3 separate regions of the Mus musculus genome follow, and all the other regions are linked to region 2. A link is a contact called in public promoter capture Hi-C data. All regions are on one chromosome and are shown on one strand. Each heading gives the region's core, a stretch centred on a gene start, on an enhancer-like site or on the middle of the called end of the contact. The rest is flanking DNA. Distances are from core to core; before and after follow the strand shown.

The links. Promoter capture Hi-C pulls out the DNA fragments that hold promoters and counts their contacts.
Region 1: a promoter capture Hi-C map of hematopoietic stem and progenitor cells shows a contact between it and region 2. The contact joins the promoter of Adi1 here to the promoter of Klf11 in region 2.
Region 3: a contact with region 2 is called in a promoter capture Hi-C map of pre-B cells. The contact joins the promoter of Rnaseh1 here to the promoter of Klf11 in region 2. A contact is called at or near these places in 2 of 39 promoter capture datasets (pre-B cells and second pharyngeal arch cranial neural crest).

The regions. Positions count from the first base shown.
Region 1 is chr12:28,673,943-28,676,642 of GRCm38.p6, reverse strand. Adi1 (acireductone dioxygenase 1) reads right to left here and starts at 1,436. Exons shown (of 4, transcript NM_134052.2): 1 at 1,271-1,436. The coding sequence starts at 1,390.
Region 2 is chr12:24,650,025-24,652,724 of GRCm38.p6, reverse strand. Klf11 (Kruppel-like factor 11) reads right to left here and starts at 1,354. Exons shown (of 4, transcript NM_178357.3): 1 at 1,159-1,354. The coding sequence starts at 1,200.
Region 3 is chr12:28,648,220-28,650,919 of GRCm38.p6, reverse strand. Rnaseh1 (ribonuclease H1) reads right to left here and starts at 1,318. Exons shown (of 8, transcript NM_011275.3): 1 at 1,104-1,318. The coding sequence starts at 1,231.

The DNA of each region.
Region 1 (2,700 bases), core at 187-2,686, 4.0 Mb before region 2:
ATTATCATGGAACAACACACCAACACACAGGCATCAATATATTTTATGTGTCTGTATGAGTGCTTGTATGTCTGGGCACCACTCTAGTGTCTGGTGTCCACAAAGGCCAGGAGAGAACATGAGACCCCCTGGAACTGGCTGAATGCGCCCCTTCCTAATGTGGAAACTTCACCCACAGGATGACGTAAGAGGTGGGCCTCCTGGCTCCCGGTGGGGTCACAGCTGCTCCTGATTGAGATGAGTGGCTCTACTGCCCTGAGGAGCTGTTTAAGGTTTCATAGAAGTCAGCTATGAGGGGGCCTTCACCAGACACCCAAAGCACCTAATCGGGTTCCAGTCTCTACTGGGCAGCCAGTTCCTGTTGTTTACAGATCTGGTGTAGATACAAAGTCCTGAGTGTGACTCCTAATCTAAGGTATCCGTGATGATCGAAGGAAGGGACGAAGGCAGTATTCCAAAAGCTCTTTCACTCCAACGTTGTAGTCATAAGGGGCCTTTCTGTCACCCTGCTCTGTCCCCTTTCCCTAGCAACTTCTGCCGTGGGAGCAAAGACTAACTCAACAGGAATGCCAGAGGCCTTGCTGACCCCAACCCCACAACCCTGAAGCCATGCTTGCTGATCCAGGACAAAATTGCATCACCAAGTCCGTCCCATGCAAAGCCTTGATTTCATATGTGCACAACCCAGATTCTTCTCCAATCACCTATTTCCCCCGCTTCCTATCCCAAAAATATCCTCCTATTACTTGCAGACATGGATTTGAGCGTCGTTCCCACCTTAACGTGGCCACCCGACCTGTGGACGCTGCTTCAGCTGTGAGCACAGCATGTGGTGAGCAGGCCTTCATGGTTTTTAAGGGGCATGACTCTGCAAAGGACTCATCAAACGTTCCTCAGGCATGGCTCCAAGGCCAGTTGGTTTGCACTTCATTTTGACCATACCAATGCACACAGGCTAGATCCAGTTACCCCTCCACTAACCCCAGATTCTCTGCGGCTTTCCTGTGTTTGAACTGCGTTACCCGTGACACTACCATGTGACTGGCAGCTGGCCGTGCGTTTGCAAACACTAGCTGTGAACGCGCGCGAGTACCAAGAGGAAAGCAGGCGCCACCAGCCCAAAGCCTTCTCTGCAGTTATGGAAATCTCTGGAAACGGCGGCCTTGCTGAGCTTGCGCAGCACCCTAGCCCCCATCCCCACCCCCACCCGGCCCACCCCGTCACGGCGTGCGCGTGCGCAGGCGCGTGGTGCTCCGGCCTGCACTCGTACCTTCCAATAGAGCACTCCGAGCGTGCGCAGCTGCTCCAGGCTCACGGGGCGGTCGGGCTGTGCGCGGTGGGGCTTCCGCGGGTCGGCGGTGGACTCGTCCATATACCAGGCCTGCACCATGGTGGCGGCGGCGGCTTCCACTAACTGGCTGGAAGGGGCGTTGCTTGAAGGAGCCCCAACGGTGGTGGGCGGGGTGTAGGGCGGAGTTGTCGGGAGGGCGTGACCGCTCAGGTAGAATTCAGGACCAGGAAAGGCGTCTCACCCTCTGGAGAAGGTGGTGGCATATCCACAGCCTCCTCGGCAGTTATGTGTCTACCCTGTTTTCCTTGCAAATGCTATGATAAAATATTCTTACAAAGGCAGCTTTCAGGCAGAAAGGGTTTACTTGGCTCACAGTTCCAGGTTAAATTCCATCATTCGGGGCAGCAGAATTGTCAGAAGAGGAACTTGAAGCAGCTAGTTCATAGCCAAGAGCAGAGAGAAATGAATGCATGTGTGTTCACTAGTGCTCGGACCCTTTCTATACTTTCTTTTTAAATTAATGCAATCTAGATAGTCCCCCATAGACAGGCCACAGGCCAACCTGATCTAGACCGTTTCTCATTACTACTCACCTCCTAGGTGATTCTAGCTATGTTAACATGACTGTTAAAATAAACCCGTCATGGTGCTGAAAAGATGGCTCGAGCAGTTAAGGGCATCTGTTGCTCTTTCAGAGAACCCAGATGCAATTCCCTGCAGCCACTTGGTAGTTCACAACCACCCATAACTCCAGTTCTGGGGGATCTGCTGCGCTCTTCTGAATTCTGTGGCTATGTTCACACGTGTTGCATATCCAAGGCAAAACGCTTCTAAATAAACCTAAAATAAGTAAATGAAACTAACCTCCATGCTATCCGAAGGTGCAGCACAGATTAAAGATGGGTGTTTCTTCAAAATCTGATTAAGAAAGTCCCATGGGGGGGGGGGGGGCTGGAGAGATGGCTCAGTGGTTAAGAGCACTGACTGCTCTTCTGAAGGTCCTGAGTTCAATTCCCAGCAACCACATGATGGCTCACAACCATCCATAACGAGATCTGGCGCCCTCTTCTGGGGTGTCTGAAGACAGCTACAGTATACTTACATATAATAAGTAAATAAATCTTAAAAAAAAAAAGAAAGAAAGAAAGAAAAAAGAAAGTTCCATTGGTGGGACTTAGACCTCATAATATGATGCTAATTCGTTAACTGCAAACGGCAAGGGTGTTATAAAGAGTAAGAACAACAAATGGCTGTCATCTCAGGGTTGGGTAACAGGACCACACAAGATTTTAACAAATAGGGAGGTTTGTGGAATAGTGGCCCTTGGTGGGATAGCCATCTTTGATAGAAAAAAATTACCGTAGTTTAAAAGTATGACAACTGAGGACCAGATAGCTTTAAAGAATTTT
Region 2 (2,700 bases), core at 105-2,604:
ACTTAAGCCTACAGACACATATTTCCATACATATTTTCTGAGCTTCAAAACTTCCTGTCTGTCCAGATTCCCCTTCACTGAACAGGCAAAGATATGACCATAGGGGCCAGACAACCTCCTGGAAGGGTATTTTGATTATGAGCCTTCAAGTGGAATCAATGTCCAGCCCCATACTAGGAAAGAATGCGAACGTAGGTTCCCTTGAGTCCATGTAATACTGTGTTCTCACCAGGAACCTGCTCCGCACCACTTCTCTGGCCCCCTACATTTCTATCAGGTTCTGTTGCTCCACACCCTACACCTTCTGACAGAGGTCCCTGCCATGACTTCACTCAGTCCCTGGGCCCAAGCCTGCAAAGTCCCATTTTACCACACCCCTTCTCACTTAGACTCCACCCTTCGCCCAGCTCTACCCTTACCAGCCCATTAAGCTTGGCTGACACACCTCTTCGAACCACACTCTTGCACACTCGCCTATCAAGACACACTATTGCCTTGCTCCTCATTCCGTCGTAACCCCATCCAGGCACTCTGGCCACACCCTCCTGAGATACCTTTACTTTGGCTCCACCCACAGCCCCTCCCACTGCACTCCTACCAGATGCTCTCACCACACTCCCTCCCTTCGGCTTAGCCTTTGCCCCGCCCCTAGATAAACTCTCACTATGCACTCTTACATCGGCCCCGCCCCACAGTCCTACCAGAGGTTCTCACCAAGCTCTCTAGCTTCGGTTCCGCCCTCTTACACTACTACCAGGTGCTTTCACCATGTCCTTCGCCTTGGTCCCATCTAGTTCCCCCAATATCTCCTCCAAGCACGCTTGCCCACGCCCTAGCTTTGGCCACGCCCCCATGCTGCGCCCCAGCTTTGACTCCGCCCCCAAGTTCCCGCCAGCCGCGCCCACATCCAACAGCGGTCCTCCTCTGGATTCGGGTGACGTCATGGCTGGAAATAGCCGCGCCGGGCGGGGCCGCAGCGGACCAGAGACAAAGCTGAAGGCAGGCTGCCGCGCTAACACACCCCCCTCCCCACCCTGACCCGGCCGAGCCTCCGGGTCCCTGTCCGGACCAGAGCAAATCCGCAGCCCCCACCGCAGCGAGAAGTCGCCATCCCTCCCGCGTCCCCCGTCTCGTCCCGCGCTCAGCCCCGTCACTTACCGCGCGCCCGTCGCCGGGGCCGGTGGAGCCCGGCGAGTGCATGGTGCCGTATGGCCTGCAGGCAGCAATGCTGCGAGGCAGGAGCCCTGCGTGCGGCGGAGGCTGCACGTGTGCGGCGGGCGGCGGTGTCCCGAGCGTCTGTTCCCGGCGCGCACCTCCGCCTTCCTTGCCGCGCGGCTCTGCCTCCGCGCGGCCCGGGAGGCGCGGGAGGGGCGGGGCGCCACGGAGGGAGCGGCCCTGGGCGGGGCGCGCGGGCAAACCAAAATACACCGCTCCCTGCTGGGGGCATGGCCTCTGCCGCCAGCCAATCAGCGCCAGGCCGGCAAGAAGCGGGCCAATGGGCGCCGCGGGGGGGCGCGTGATCGGAGCCTGGCTGCGGCGTGATCCGGCGGGGCGGGCGGCGGCACGTGTTTTGGTCCGGGCTAGAGGCGGGGCGTGAGGCCTGGAAAGTAGGGGAAAGGTCCCGGCGGCGGCGCGGCGGCAGTCGACCGCAGTAAGGTCCTCTTCTGCCGCAGGGGCTGCTCGCAGAGGTCGCGCGCTGGCCCCACGCCGTGGACGGATCTGGTAGGCGGGACCCACAGGGACGGCCTCACCCTGTCTCTAATTTCTTTTAAGCTGTCGTTGGCTCTTAGGACCGCATCTCTGCCCAGGAAGAGGCTTGAAAGCTGCTTGGGTTTAGGGACGACATCCGCTTTTTCCTGCATGGCGCCAGATCAAATGCTCTTCCTACTCTAATCTGCCTTCTGCTACAAAAGAACTACAGCCGTGTAGTCAGCCACTCGACATGTACCTAATGAAGCCTGCGCATCCTCCCCAGTGGCCATACAAAGGACACCCACTTGGGGTGTCCTCAGGCCTACGTGAGACCTGACCCAAATCCTGAGTATCCGTTTTTTCCCCTTGGGCCTTTAGGTGCGGTTATTCATGTACACTCATCACAAGTCTTGGAGAGCAGAGGTCAATGCATGCAGTATGTCGTGCCCACCTCCAACCTACAGTGCAGCAATAGGGCACCCCTCTACTAACCCCCTGATGCCTCACTGCAGAGCCTTGAAACTAGTGGAGGTCTGGGAGAATCATTGCTGATATGAGCAGACAGGAGCTGGACATTATGCTGCCTATTTTTATCAGACAGGTGAGCAGGCAGAGAGGCAGGCAGGCAGAGAGCCCTGTCCTTAAGCTGGTAAGGCCTAAGGGTTATAGTTGCAACCCTGATTCCTCAGTTTCACACTGGCTTGACAATGGAATTAAGTGAACCAAAGAAAGGGAGTTTGTTGAAAGTAACAGTAGGAGTGTTTAAAGGTGAATTCACATGTCTAACTACTGGGGCATTTAACACACATGGAGTTAGTCTTCTACTTGGGCCTGTTTAAATTGTTTTTGCTTCATTCCCACACTGAATTTCTGACTCCCCGTGTTCACCCTTACCTATAATGCCTCCGCCCCATCCAACGTCCCTACTGTCTCCTGTTCTCTCCACACGTGGTTTTATGGCGTATGTGTTGGAGAATAATCTCCAGAGTAATATGTTAATAGTATTTG
Region 3 (2,700 bases), core at 69-2,568, 4.0 Mb before region 2:
TTTTAACTGAATGAAGTTTAACATACAAGGACTTTTCATGGATTATAGGTTTGGTGTTGTATGGTGAGTCAAAGGGATCTGCTGTCAATTCCTTGGGACAAAGGTCACACCTCAATTTGGTTTCATTTTACATGTTAAGACCTGACAGCCCATTCTGCTAAATGCCATCCAATCCAAATAGCATACTAATACCACAAGGTCTTCCACAACTCCAGCACATACTAAAATTTTGTTATCTTTAAGACTCAATCACAGAAAAAGGGTTGGCAGTGGATATATTTCTTCCTTAGTACTGTCTCAGCTGTGCCTAGGGAAACATCCAGGTCACAGGGACAACAAACCTTGATATTAGAAGTTAGCTGTCATATACTCCCAAACCTGGACTTAAGCCCCGATTCTGCCTCTCATTTGACCTGGGAACTGCCACAGTACCGGTGAAACTGAAAACTTCATCTTGCCTCCAAGGGCTGCGACATGGATCCAAAGGCAAAGACCAGCTTCTGGCTTGAGACTCTCCACCTCTCCCCCTCCCTCATCTCTTCCACAGCCCATGCTGGCCTCTAACTTGTAGTGATCCTCCTGCCTCCACCTCAACAGTGCTGGAATTACAAACATGTGACAACACATCTCACCACGATTTTCCTTCTTAAAAACAGTCGGGGATGAGGATGTAGCTCAGCTGCTGGCCTAGTATGCACAAGCCCTGGGTTCAAACACCTGCAGTACACAAATTGAGCATAACGGTGCCTATCTGAAATCCCTGCGTTTGGTTAGTGAAGGCAGAAAGACCAGAAGTTCAATTTGGCACATAATCGGCTCGAGAAAAGTCACCCAGTAGGTATGAAAAATGTTTAAAAGATGAAAACACGAGGAAGTTGGGCGTGGTGGCCCAAACCAATGAGCTCAGCAGTCTGGACTACATGAGGTCCTGTGTCAAAAAACAAAACACCCACACACAGGAACGATCAGAACGTGGGAAGCCTTGTGTAAATTCTGGCTGCGGTGACCATGTGTTCTCTTTGGGAGGATTTGACTACAACACGGAAGGGCTAAACGAGCTGTTAGGTGTTTAGAATAAAGGGCTCCGCCAGGCTCCGTCTCACCAACTCAGGAAGACTCCGGTCCTGCGGCCTCTCCTCACCGCATAGAACATCCCGAGCCCGCAAATGCCTCGCCTCAGGCGTACGACGGCCAGTGTCACTGTGCGGGACAGCGGCAGCAGCCAGCGCATCACTCACGCCAGCGCGGCAACCCACATTGCTGCCCGCGAGCCTCCCGCCGGCGAGCCGACACACTTCCGGCTCAGGAAGGTGACGTCGCGAGGCGCCCGTCGCGGAGAGGGGCGGGGCCGAGGATTGTGTCTTCGGTTTCTTAGACGTCGGTGGAGACGTTCGGCCTGGAGACAGAGGTGTTTCCCAGCTGCCGAGTGCCTAGTCCAATCCCAGCACAGCAAAACTGATTTGGAAGCGAGAGGAAGAGGGGAAAGAAGGAATGAGAGGATGATGGCCGAATGAGGGAATAGATGTGAAGACAATGAGCCCCTGTAAAACTACATCCCATATTCTAGGATGCCCAACTCTGCAGAATAGGGTTCCCCTCCCCTTTGCCAGCAATGAATGAGAAGATGTCATGAATACATAACAACACTCTGGCCATATAATTCTGGACTACATAGAATGAAGCAAGTCACTGTTGCAAACTGGGGAATCGTTTTTATAACCCAAAATCAACTAAAATTTTAAAATCTACTCCTTAGGGACTACCAAGGCGACTTTGAAAGTGAAGGCACTTGCCACCAAGCTTAACAACTCTCCCACAAGTTGTCCTCTGACCTTCGCACATATGCACCAATGATAATGCACGCACACACCAACACATAGATGCAATTTTAAAGTAATAAATGTATATTCCTTGAAGTCATGAGTATGAAAAGTTTTTCTAAATATAAAGAAAAAATAGGGAAGGGAAAATTTCCCTTTAATGGTTGTCTCTGATTGTTTGCCCTTCAGCCAGCTGTCGGTGTGGTTTGTAGAATGTAAAGCAACTCTACCCTTCTCTTTCCTTTAGAAATCAGTTGTTTATTTATGTATTACTTTAGTTCATGTGTATGAGTGTTTCGCTTGCATCTATGTTTGTGCCACAGACATACTTTCTGCCCACAGAGGTCAGGAAATGGCATTGGCTCCCCTGGGATTGGAACTCAAGCCTTTGCAAAAGCAGCCACTATTCTTAATGAGTGAGCCATCTCTCCAGCGCCACCAGAGTTTTTGTTTGTTTGTTTGTTTTTTAATATTTGAAGCCAGACATGGTGCCTCAAACCTATTATCCCAGTACTGTGTAGACTACAGCAAGAGGATTACTGCAAGTTCAAGGGCAGTCTTGGCTACACGATGAATCCTGGCACTGGAGATTGAAATTAGGGTCTCACATATATTGGGCATAGGCCCTGCCAGAACTTCCTCTCATCCCTTCTTTTTATTTCTATGTAGCAAGTATTAATGTCTATCAACTCAAATAAAACCTCAAAATACCAACAATATTCTAAAGTTTAAAAAAGGGGGTAAGAAAGAAAAAAAAAGAAAAAAAAAAAAAACAAAAGAAGGGGGTATGGATATATCCAGTGTCTCGGAAACCGGGTGTGGTGGTACTTGCCTGTCATCCCAGACTGAGGAGTCAGGGATAAGGAGACCAATAGTCAAG